Regions from separate parts of the Mus musculus genome. Here all the other regions are linked to region 3. A link is a contact called in public Hi-C and Micro-C data. All regions are on one chromosome and are shown on one strand. The core of a region is the stretch at or near the end of the contact, and the rest is flanking DNA. Distances in the headings are between cores, read along the strand shown. Region 1 overlaps Map1b (microtubule-associated protein 1B). Region 2 has its middle 35 kb from the start of Gm26559. Region 3 holds the start of Map1b (microtubule-associated protein 1B).

Region 1 (3,558 bases), core at 573-3,072, 50 kb after region 3:
TGGTCCCCTCAGCAGCCCTTCGAAGTAATACTATTACCATTGACCAGTGAAGAACCTGGGAGCCAGAATGATGAAATAACCCAAGATCATAGCTAGCAAGTTGTCACACTGAGATATGAGCTGAGAGCAGTCAGTCTCCACAGACGATTAGGAACCTTCTACAATCAGAACTGAACAAAGCAAATCAGCTCTTGGTAAAAGACAACAGAGAAGTGAACTTTCTTTCACGAGAGTTTAGGAATTAGTCAGAACGGAGTTTGCTGGTCATTTATGCCTGCTTTCTTCTTTGGAGTCCTTTGAAGCCTCTTTGGAATCTAGAAAGAACAAAACCATCCAGGATCCAGTAGATGGCAGGCACATTGTTAGCTTGGGCCATCTTTTTTTCTGGGTTGTGTGTGCACAATTATCTGTTGGCATTGGCCATCTGCTGTTATACTGCTGGTAGACTCCATTACACCAGTGATTTAACTTGGGCCCTGGAGAAAGCTGCCTTCTCCTTTAGCCAGGAAATTTGCCATTGGTGGATTTTAGAGGAAGCTTCCAACATATCAGCTGATGAAAATAAAAAAGGAAACCTTTGTAAGGATTCAACAGGAACTTTGGGGGCCCCAAGAGTTATAGTATTTCATATTAAATTGGAATCTAATTATAAGGGGATCACTTTCCTGGGACTAAAGAAGATGAGATGTGGTACTTACTCGTGATTTTTAACTTGAGATGTGGGAAGGTGTCTGTCACACAGAGCCTCTGTCCACAAGAAACTGTTTCAGCTGGGAGAGGGTGGGGCTCCTTCAGAATTAAACTCAACTGGCACTTTAACCTTCCCCTGTCTTTAGCTATTGTCCTTTATAATACAACAGTGTAAGTCTGGGGATTTTAAAAAAAGATTTACTTATTTATTTTATGTATATGAATGCTCTATCTGCATGTATAGTTACACGCCAGAAGAAGACATCAGATCACATTACAGATGGTCATGAACCACCATGTGGTTGCTGGGAATTGAACTCAGGACCTCAAGAACAGCAAGCAGTCAGTGCTCTTAACTGCTGAGCCATCTCTCCAGCCCTGAGTTTGGGGATTTTACTGGGGGGCAGCAAAATGTGTCTTTGAATTGAATCAGGGAAGGCATCTTAGCAATTTCTCCGTTCCCTCTCTCTGTTTCCAGTTCCAGTTCCAGCATAAATGGGAATCTGCAAGCCGTTAGAAAGATGCTCTTATTGTGGATTAGGGGTGAGGCCCAAGGGGAGGTTCTCAGCGTGTGTTAGGAACTAAATAAATCCTCCTTAACCCAAACACGTCCTGTAGCCACTTCCTGGCTATTTTTGAAAAGACATAAAAGCGAATCGCATCTTTAATCAAGAGCTGTGGTAGCATTAGGTCTTTTACTACATGTTATATTTTTCTGTGAGCCTATACTTATTTGCCCAGCTAGAAATAGCTGGAGTTATTTAAACAATCATGACACTTATCTAAACAACGATTGTAGGCTGGAGTCGACTCCCTGATTACACTCTTTAGAAATAGTCCTTTATTTTTATTTGTGCTCTTTTGAGGTAGGAAGAGTTTGTCAATGTCCCTGTGATTGTTCCGTTGTATCAATGTAGTAGTCTAAAGATGTAATCATTTTATTCTGTATCATCCTTGAGATAAATATAGAGCGTCTCAAGGACTGGTGAAGCTGGGTATGGTGACGCTACTGCAGCCCCAGCACCGAAGGCTAAGGGAGGGTTGTGGTTGTGAATTCAAGGTCTGTTGAGGCTACACAGCAGAGCCCTGTGTCAGTACTCCTCACCCCCGAAATGACCTCTTAGCACTCTGAAAGCAGAGAACAGGGCAAGCAGCAGGACTCCCTCCCTTTCTACTACAAGGTCAAGGGTCCTGGGAGACTGTCTTCTCATCTTAAAGAGAAAATCAGACTGACCATGAGAAAACCAGGCTGACCGTGAAAATCAGTGAAGGCTCACTTGTCCTGTCACAGTGTCACCTAAACAGGGAACAGGTCTAGCCTTGGCCCTGAGAAAGATGGGAGATTTTTTTTTAAGTCAGAAAACCCAGGAGCACAGATCCCATTTGTATCACACAGCTGTTGAGAGATGCCCTTGGGCCTGGGCAACACAGTGGCCCTGTAAGGGAAACTGAAGCTTTCCCTAAAGTATTGAGACTCCATATTTAAGAACTCCAGGTCAGGGGAAAAGAAGAGCCAACCTTTTGTCAGCCAAAGCATTTGGCCCAGTGGTCTTGTGTGTGCCACAAGGAAAGGAACACTTTGGTGGCAGGTTTACCAATCACTCAATTTCCCTGTACCTCACTATCTCCATCAGTACAATGAAACTCCAGTAGAACTGATGTTACAATATGCAGAGAATAATAACCTGTCAGGAAATGGCAGCTGTCGTGGCCCTTAGAAATATTACCTACCTACAGCAGAAGGGACAGAGAAGGGAACAGGGAGGAGGCATGTGATGTCCTTAAAGGGCGTGTGTGTCTCTAAGCCCCCTCTTTTCTATCCTCAGCTCACATTGATCCTGTTAATGATGTGAGAGAAGATGGGGGGAGGGGTGTTGTCAGAACTGAGATGGAGCTCAGATCCTCCAGACAAGCTGGTGCTCCCATGCAGAGAGCCTCTGGACTGAGGCAGTGTGGTGAGCATGCCACGCCCTCTGAGGCACTAAGTCTGGCACTGGAGCACTAATAGACTGTGATCAGGAAGGCTGAAGGCCACCTAGTCACACTGTGTGGAGAAGGAGGATGACCAAGTTAGTGGCAGCAATTTTTCCCTGTGAAAAGCATTGTTAATGTGATAATTTAAAGACCTTAAAAAAGATTTATTTATTTATTTACTTATTTTATGTATATGGGTACACTGTTACAGTCTTCAGACACACCAGAAAAGGGCATCAGATCCCATTACAGATGTTTGTAAACCACCATGTGGTTGCTGGGAGTTGAACTCAGGACCTCTGGAAGAGCAGTCAGTGCTCTTAACCACTGAGCCACCTCTCTAGGCCCCTAAAGACCTTAAAAAAAATCAGGGGGGAGGGGAGGGCCTGGGGGACTTTTGGGATAGCATTTGAAATGTAAATGAAGAAAATACCTAATTAAAAAATAAATTAAAAGATTCACATAAATGGAAAAAAAATCCCCTCAGAGCTAACTAAAGGAACTAACTTGACAAATCTTTGAAGTAAGGGCTCTGAGACCAGTGGACGGCCCTTTTCTCTTTCTCCCCATTTCTCTGACTCTTCAGAGGAGAGGTGGATATAAAATGCGTTTACATGCTGGAAAAGAAAGTTAACCCCAAACCAAAAACAAATAAACAACAAAAAAAAGCTCTTTATAAATACCTTGCTGCCTGTTCCCTGCGGCTACAGCTCACTACATCACTCTGGGTGTCATTTTGACGTATTTCTAAGGAAATAGAGTTTTGTTTATAGAATTTTTGCTTCATCGTGTCAGTTCTCTCGCCTCTGCAAGCCTCGGGTATTTCCTGCTTGTTTACAGGTGAGTGATCTGAATTGGGTAAAGATATGAACTCATCACCGTTAAAAACCCCCT
Region 2 (3,741 bases), core at 1,241-3,740, 34 kb before region 3:
TTAAGCCTATCCCTGACTAGTTTACAAATAAATGAGGCTCAGACTATGTTCATTTTATTTGGTTTTGACAGTTACTGGGGCGGTAACCCCTAATCTATTCTTCTAACTAAAGGCCTGGCTACCTCCCCAGCAGTGTACCCCAGATACTTGGCCACATGCTCATGGTTCATCTGCCCTGTGGTGGTTTGTATATTCTTGAACCAGGGAGTGGCACCACTTAGAGGTGTGGACTTGTTGGAATAGGTGTGACCTGGTTGGAATAGGTGTGTCACTGTGGGTGTGGGCATAAGATCCTCACCCTAGTTGCTTGGAAGTCAGTCTTCCACTAGTAGCCTTTGGATGAAGACATAGAACTCTCAGCTCTGCCTGTGCCATGCCTGCCTGGATGCTGCCATGCTCTCACCTTGATGATAATGGACTGAACCTCTGAACCTGTAAGCCAACCCCAATTAAATGTTGTCCTTCATAAGAGTTGCCTTGGTCATGGTGTCTGTTCACAACAGTAAAATCCTGACTAATAATCCCCTCATGGCGGCTTCCCCTCTTCTCTTGTTCTCCGTTCTGTCTCTCCTCGTCCAGCCAGGTCACTTCAAACCCACCTATGTCTAATCCCTTCAGTAATTGGCTGTAGCCAATTTTATTTAACCAACAGTTTTTAAATCAAGGAACAAGGTCTGTACAACAAAAGCTTGTAAACAAGAAAAGTCACTCAGCGGCCTAGAATTTAGCATTACACTACGTAGCAATAGACTAAACCTCGACACTTGAGCATATGGAGCACATATGGACGAAGCTAGTGCCATGGCCTTGGTAGGGACAGAATGACATGGTTCCTGCTCCTGGGACAGGGTCAGCACATGTGGGCTCCATGAATGTAGACTGCTACTGTGGGTGTAAGCCTTGTTTGTATAATAATGTACATATTTTCACATTCCTCTGAGGAAAGTCCTCCCTGTTAACATTAATGACTCCATGATAACCAAAGACTGCATGAAGTCAGGAAGTAAAGAAAGGTGGGTCTAGTGGCTCAGCAAACTGGTACCTTCAGAACAGCCCTTAAGGCTTTGGAAAAGAACTCTAAAAACATGACTTTGAATATATATATACATATATATATATATATGTATATATATACATACATATATATACACATATATATGTATATATATATGTGTGTATATATATGTGTGTGTGTATATATATATATATATATAAAAAATTTCTCAGCTATGCAAAATATAAAGATACAATATGAATTGTATGAGGAGCTTCAGAGATCTAAAGGAACAGTGGCAGCTACAGTCCGAGCCAGCTTGTTGGAAAGACACAAAGACAGGCAGTTAAAATGCAGGCAGATTCTTGAGCTCGAGGTCACAGGATACTGATTCACAGGACAATCAAAAGGGAACCTAGAATAAATAACTGAATTGATATGTAAATTTAAAAAACTGAGCTTTTGGTCTGCATAGGAGGAGCTAGCCGAAAGCAGTAACAGTTCCTTAGAATTTTTCTTTAGCAATAACTGAGCTGTCTGGAGAGGAGAAACAGATCTTCAAGAATTTTTTTCTAACAGGATTTCTGATTTGGTCAGAAAATCCATGGAGAGCGAACATAGCTCTTTTAAAATTTTTTATAACTCTTTTAAAAATTTTTTCTCACAGGACTTTTGACCTTGGTCAATGAGAAATCCCGAGAATACTTAGAGAGCTAGCAGCTCTTTCCAAACTTCTCTAGCAGCATCCAAAGATGAAGAGCGAACAGAGCTCTTTTAGAATTTTTTCCAGCTTTCTAAATTTGATTGGAAAACCCAATAATTACTTTTGGAGTTTTTCTACCAGGTTTTTTGACTTGGTTGGAAGATCCAAGGATTTTTTTTTTTTTTTTTAATAGCAGTTTTTCTGACTTTGGTCAGAAAAGCCATAAGCTATACAGACAGCTTTTAGAATTTTTACTAGCAGAGAGAGCTGGCTCAAACAGAAAGCTAGCTGTCTCACCAGAGAGTTTTTAGAGTAGCAACAAAAAGTCATCTAGAACAGAGCAGAACAGAGAGAGAGACAGACAGACAGACAGAGCACAGTTTGGAAAGCCATCTAGGCAGGACCCAGGTGATCAGCTTGGATCCATGATAATGACTTCTAGTTGTTTCTTTTCAGCGCTCCCAGGCACCCTGTCACTCAGAAACCAGGACCCAGCCGATGCTCGTTCTTGGCCTGCATCACTGTGAGCAGAAGCAGGAGCTACACGGCCGCCCACACACAGAGCAGACGGCACGCCACCAGCGATGGAATGAGGCACCTCTGGCAGTCCTATGGCTTCAGGACTGCAGCTTGAGATCTTGTGCATTTTGAAGGAGGGTAAAGAGAGCCAGGAGTCAGTTCCACAACGAACATAGGAAGAAATGTGTTCTTAACCCACCATAGCGTGGAGCATCCCTCAATAGTACAATGATCCACTGGCTTAGGATCTCTTAGACTTTCAGTCAGCATCTGTTCACAGGGGATACATAGTGATCAGCCAATAAGCCTTGGTTCTATTTTTAGATGCTGCTCCTCAGGCATCTCCACACCGCTCAGAAACACAGTCTTAAGTCTGCCTCTCGTTTGAAGAGGGAAATGCATTGTGTTTACTGGGTCTGTTCACATCCCTTTTCATAAACAGGTTAATTTCTTGGGAATACTTAGACATGTATTTTCTGGCCCACACAAAACCACTCAAAGAGCAAACAATTGAAAATCGTATTTGGTTTTATTTTGTTTGTTTTCTAGTTTGTGAGAAACATGACACTGTAGTCTAACATGGCAGATCACAGATTCAGAGACCAGAACTGGGGTTGTAGCTCAGCGATAAAATATTTGCCTGGTACATGAGAGAACATGGCTTTCATCCCCAAATACCACACACGAAACAAGGACAAACACCATACACATAGGACAGACAGGGCCTTGGAAGAACAACAGATGCCTTGCCTTTGGAGAATTCTACGGTAAATATGGAAAAGGGTAAAAATGTCTCTACATTTTCTCCCATCAAGCAGAGACTAAGCACACTGGCAAGGGTATGTGGGGCAATCTTATTGCTTCATTCTGCAGAGCTCCTGTCAGTTTGAATGAAGCCTTCCGTCATTAGCTCAGATACCCATGGCAACAACAGCCCTGCATGCTTTCTGAATGGTAGGCTGGTTTTCCATCCTACAAAACACTTCCCTGGTGTGATCTTATTTAACGTCACGATATCTCAGTGAGGAGGGCACTACCTAATTTTCTCCAGAGCACTCTCTGACCCTTTATCACTGAGAGAAAACAAAGGCAAGCAAATGTCTTCTGCTCTGCTGTGAGATCCCAGAGAACATAGGAGGAGCCAGAGATAGACGCAGGGCCTGGGTCGTCAGGTTCTGATACTGTGAAGCCAATGCAGCAGGTAACACTTGCTTTTCCAATACTCTCTCATGGGGAGGCTCACAGTGCAGTTTGAGTAGCTGGTGTTGAGCTCACGTAAGTCCTCCGAGTGGACAGGAAAGAATGGGTCTCTGTGGCAGAGCTCGTCCTCCCTCTGCTTAGTCAGCATCTTTTCCCTCCGAGCAGGGAGCAGCTGGGCTTAGTGAGCCGGAACCCAAGCAGATCAATAGCATGAACAAGTGAAGGCGTCGTTAGCAGAGTACTAATGTTCACTGCACATGCGTCCAGGGTGCTAGTCACAGAGCGAAGGTTAAGTAGAGTTAGTGAAATGACAGATGATTCATTG
Region 3 (3,505 bases), core at 779-3,278:
GACTAGTGTGGTGTTTGGCTGCTCACTGAGTATTGTCTCTTTAGGTTTCAAGAAAGAAACGGGGCAAAAAGGCCTATGTCTTAGTCAGGGTTTCTATTCCTGCACAAACATCATGACCAAGAAGCAAATTGGGGAGAAAAGGGTTTTTCAGCTTACACTTCCACACTGCTGTTCATCACCAAAGGAAGTCAGGACTGGAACTCAAGCAGGTCAGGAAGCAGGAGCTGATGCAGAAGCCATGGAGGGATGTTACTTACTGGCGTGCCTCCCCTGGCTTGCTCAGCCTGCTCTCTTATAGAACCCAAGACTACCAGCCCAGAGATGGTCCCACCCACAAGGGGCCTTTCCCCCTTGATCACTAATTGAGAAAATGCCTTACAGTTGGATCTCATGGAGGCATTTCCTCAACTAAAGCTCCTTTCTCTGTGATAACTCCAGCTGTGTCAAGTTGACACAAAACTAGCCAGTACAGCCTATGACAAGTAAATCGTGGGAGTCAACACCTAAGACACTGGGCTATCGGGAAAGTCTCACAATAGGTTTTGTTTGTTCTGTTTCATTTTTAAACAGGGTCTTATGTATCCAGGCTGACCTTGAACTCATCAGCTAAGGATGACCTTGAACTTCTGATCCTCCTTGTCTGCATCGCCTGAGTGCTGGGACTACACTGCCCAGTGCTTCCGGTGCCAACATGGGCGTGAAGTCCACCAGCTAAGCTACAGCCCCTCCAGTTGGTATTTTAAAACTGGTGTATACTCCAGTGTTAAAGGTATATTGACTAGTATATACCAAACTGCTATTTAGTATGTTATATTTAGTATAAATTAAAACTAGTATACACTCCAATATTAGTTATTTTAGATGAAAATAGGCTTTTCCCCCCTATTCCATCTAATTCCATCTATTTTCTCTTCTAAAATGATCCCCAGTCTTCATGATGATGAGGCGCTTGCCCCCCTCTTCTGCCCTAATACAGAAATGTACTCATTAGATTTGTGAGAAATGAATGTTTACGATGGCCTTTAGAAACATTATTAGGAGTTCTTCTAAATATAGACAAAAGCAATAAAAACTCCCAAAGCTACATGTATCTTAAAAGACATCATTGTCACACAAAATAATTTTGCCTGTGTATCCCCCAAGGAACTGAAAAGCACATTATAGTCGCTGTAATCCTGCAGAGACAGTGTCTTCTCTATTCTTTGTTATGCCTGATGCTATCTGTTCAGCATATTAAGAAAAGAAATCTGTATCTAGCATAATATGTCTGCCTCTTCTCATTCATTTCCCATGAGCACCAAAAGCCAGTTCTTTTTTGAGCGTTAGTTAGTCCTTCCAGACTAGACTCCAAAGTCTGAACAAATTAGGCTTAGGTCTTGCAAAGTCTCTTTTAAGCGAAGGTGATAAATATTCCTGTTGTTTAAAAAAAATGGACAAATACGCCTTTCTATATCTACAAGGTCAAAAACTCAGGTTTGTGTTCTTGGGCGGGGTACCCTCAACCCAGCGCCCACTGTGACTGCAGCAATTACTCAAATTCTGACTTCACGTGGATGAGGCACAGGCACAGGCCTGAAGATGCGGAATCTGACTCAGGACATAATCCCGCTCTGAAACAGGAAGTAATCCCCACTCCCCAGGTTGATGGTTTAGGGCAAAGAAAGTGTGTGTATGTAAGGGTGATGGTGCAGAAGGCCCTCGGGTTGCAGCAGAGTTCTTTGGGTCCCCTAGAGCCTGGCTCCTGGCCCTGCCCAGACCATTGTCCACACACCTCGTCCTTCCAGCTTCCGGGCCGCCGGCGAAATGATTTGCTGCAGATGACATCAGCCCTGGGCTAAGGGCTGGAGGAGTGGAGGCAACCACCACGAGGACGTGCCGGGTGGTCCTTTCCTCCTCCTCTTCCTCCCAGGCTCCTAGCCTAGTCTCCATATAAACGGCACCGCCTCCTCGGCCTCTCACTCCCCGCTCCTCTCTTCCGCGCAGGGAGAGGGCGGAGGGGGAGGCGACGCGTGCGCCGGGAGGAGGGGGGACGCAGGGGGCGGAGCGGAGACAGCACCTTCGGAGATAATCCTTTCTCCTGCCGCAGAGCAGAGGAGCGGCGGGAGAGGAACACTTCTCTCAGGCTTGAGCAGAGCCGGCAGGATGGCGACCGTGGTGGTGGAAGCCACCGAACCGGAGCCATCGGGCAGCATCGGCAACCCGGCGGCGTCCACCTCGCCCAGCCTGTCGCACCGCTTCCTAGACAGCAAGTTCTACTTGCTGGTGGTGGTCGGCGAGACCGTAACCGAAGAGCACCTGAGGCGTGCCATCGGCAACATCGAGCTGGGTAAGCGGTCCCGAGGCCCCCCAGGGGCGTGAGTGGGGAGACGCGCCAGCACGACCCCACCCAGGGCGCGACGGCCACCTTGTTCTCCCGCACGCCCCGCACCCACGCCTCTCCGGGCCACCTCCCACACTCCATCTGGACTCTTTTTCTGGGCTAATTTCTAAATTATTTTATTTGAGACCCAGAGAGGGGATCTTTATAATAGCCCTGAGGGATAGGTCACCTGGCTGGGTCCGTGGCCACCGCCGACTTGGCTACCTCCTCTCGTGCTCTTTGAAATGCAGGTGTCAGAGGAGCGGAGGCCATAATAAAACCGCAACCGCAGGCGGAGAAAGGGTGGGGTGAGCCTAGCAAAACCTCTTCTTTCAGCTCAGCTCTCGCCCTAGCCAAAGGCTGGGACCCACCTCCCCTTACCCGAAAACCTGGGGTCAAAACACCATGTGCCAAGGCCCGCATGGAAATCGTCTTTATCACAGTCACCTCGTGCTCCCCGCCCCCGCCAGTCACACACACACACACACACACACACACACACACACACACACCCCTCTGAGAATAGAGAATGCCTTTTCTGACTTAAAACTTCCCGATTCTTTCTTTCCTGGGAATGACTAGGCTAGTCCTTGGGCCACGCCCGTCCCCCCCCCTCCCCCCCAGCCCCCGAGGATACAGGCATGGAACCCGTCTGCGCTCTGTTTCTAGACGAAGCCCAGCCTCGCTCTTGCCCCTGAGGTCCTGGCTGCAGCTTTCAGAAAGGACAATGGGACCCCAGGTTGCGTGGGTGGGCTTCTTTGAAAAGTCTTAGCTTCAGGAGCCATAGCTTGAATGGGAGGAGGAGGTGGCAGGGGAGGGTCAGCTCCTGCGCTGCTGCGCGCACCAGGAACGGGCTCTGCGGTAGCGGAATAGCGGTTCCCGGGGAACCCTGGGCGGGGCTGGGAGGGTCCGGGAGGGCACAGCCTTGGGCGGGCAACCATCGGCCCGCCCTTCAGCCCCACCCGGTCTGCCGCAGTGCCCGCGCTGGACAGCCGCACCTGCCCCCGCACTGCGGCGCCCCCGGCTGGCACGATGCTGGCTCTGCCCGAGCCTCGCGCTGTCAGGGGGCCTTGCGCCCACCTTTGGCTGTGAGCGGTTTTGTTGCGCTCCCGACTCCCCGGTGGCAGCTCTAGCCTCTGCTTTATT

What was found. A called contact is a pair of places that touch in the nucleus more often than the background predicts.
Region 1: a Micro-C map of granulosa cells shows a contact between it and region 3, with 2.9 times the contacts expected there. The contact joins the enhancer-like site here to the promoter of Map1b in region 3. A contact is called at or near these places in 5 of 39 promoter capture datasets (HPC-7-derived erythroid cells, frontonasal cranial neural crest, liver and 2 more), 11 of 484 Hi-C or Micro-C datasets (the HL-1 cell line, cerebellum, embryonic fibroblasts and 8 more), 5 of 115 datasets of contacts at active chromatin or transcription factors (embryonic brain, embryonic fibroblasts, embryonic forebrain and 2 more) and 3 of 9 other capture datasets (adipose tissue, liver and pancreatic islet).
Region 2: a contact with region 3 is called in a Hi-C map of rod photoreceptor, with 4 times the contacts expected there. The contact joins the enhancer-like site here to the promoter of Map1b in region 3. A contact is called at or near these places in 6 of 39 promoter capture datasets (the 3T3-L1 cell line, 3T3-L1-derived adipocytes, cranial neural crest and 2 more), 9 of 484 Hi-C or Micro-C datasets (the N1E-115 cell line, cerebellum, cortical neurons and 5 more), 5 of 115 datasets of contacts at active chromatin or transcription factors (differentiating embryonic stem cells, embryonic stem cells, forebrain and 1 more) and 2 of 9 other capture datasets (adipose tissue and liver).

Annotation. Positions count from the first base shown.
Region 1 is chr13:99,465,320-99,468,877 of GRCm38.p6, reverse strand. All of the region lies in intron 2 of Map1b (microtubule-associated protein 1B), which reads left to right. Among named protein-coding and RNA genes, the nearest start is that of Map1b, 50 kb to the left of the region's middle. Within about 2 kb of position 1,822, at least 10 of the 459 cell types and tissues checked have an H3K27ac peak or open chromatin away from gene starts, as enhancers often do. A contact at or near this core is called in granulosa cells and rod photoreceptor, where this site is marked.
Region 2 is chr13:99,549,655-99,553,395 of GRCm38.p6, reverse strand. No RefSeq gene overlaps it. Among named protein-coding and RNA genes, the nearest start is that of Gm26559, 35 kb to the right of the region's middle. Within about 2 kb of position 2,490, at least 37 of the 459 cell types and tissues checked have an H3K27ac peak or open chromatin away from gene starts, as enhancers often do. A contact at or near this core is called in cortical neurons, hippocampal neurons and rod photoreceptor, where this site is marked.
Region 3 is chr13:99,515,125-99,518,629 of GRCm38.p6, reverse strand. Map1b (microtubule-associated protein 1B) reads left to right here and starts at 2,028. Exons shown (of 7, transcript NM_008634.2): 1 at 2,028-2,326. The coding sequence starts at 2,143. It overlaps Gm26559 (predicted gene, 26559), which reads right to left and starts at 1,996. Exons shown (of 2, transcript NR_167891.1): 1 at 1,772-1,996.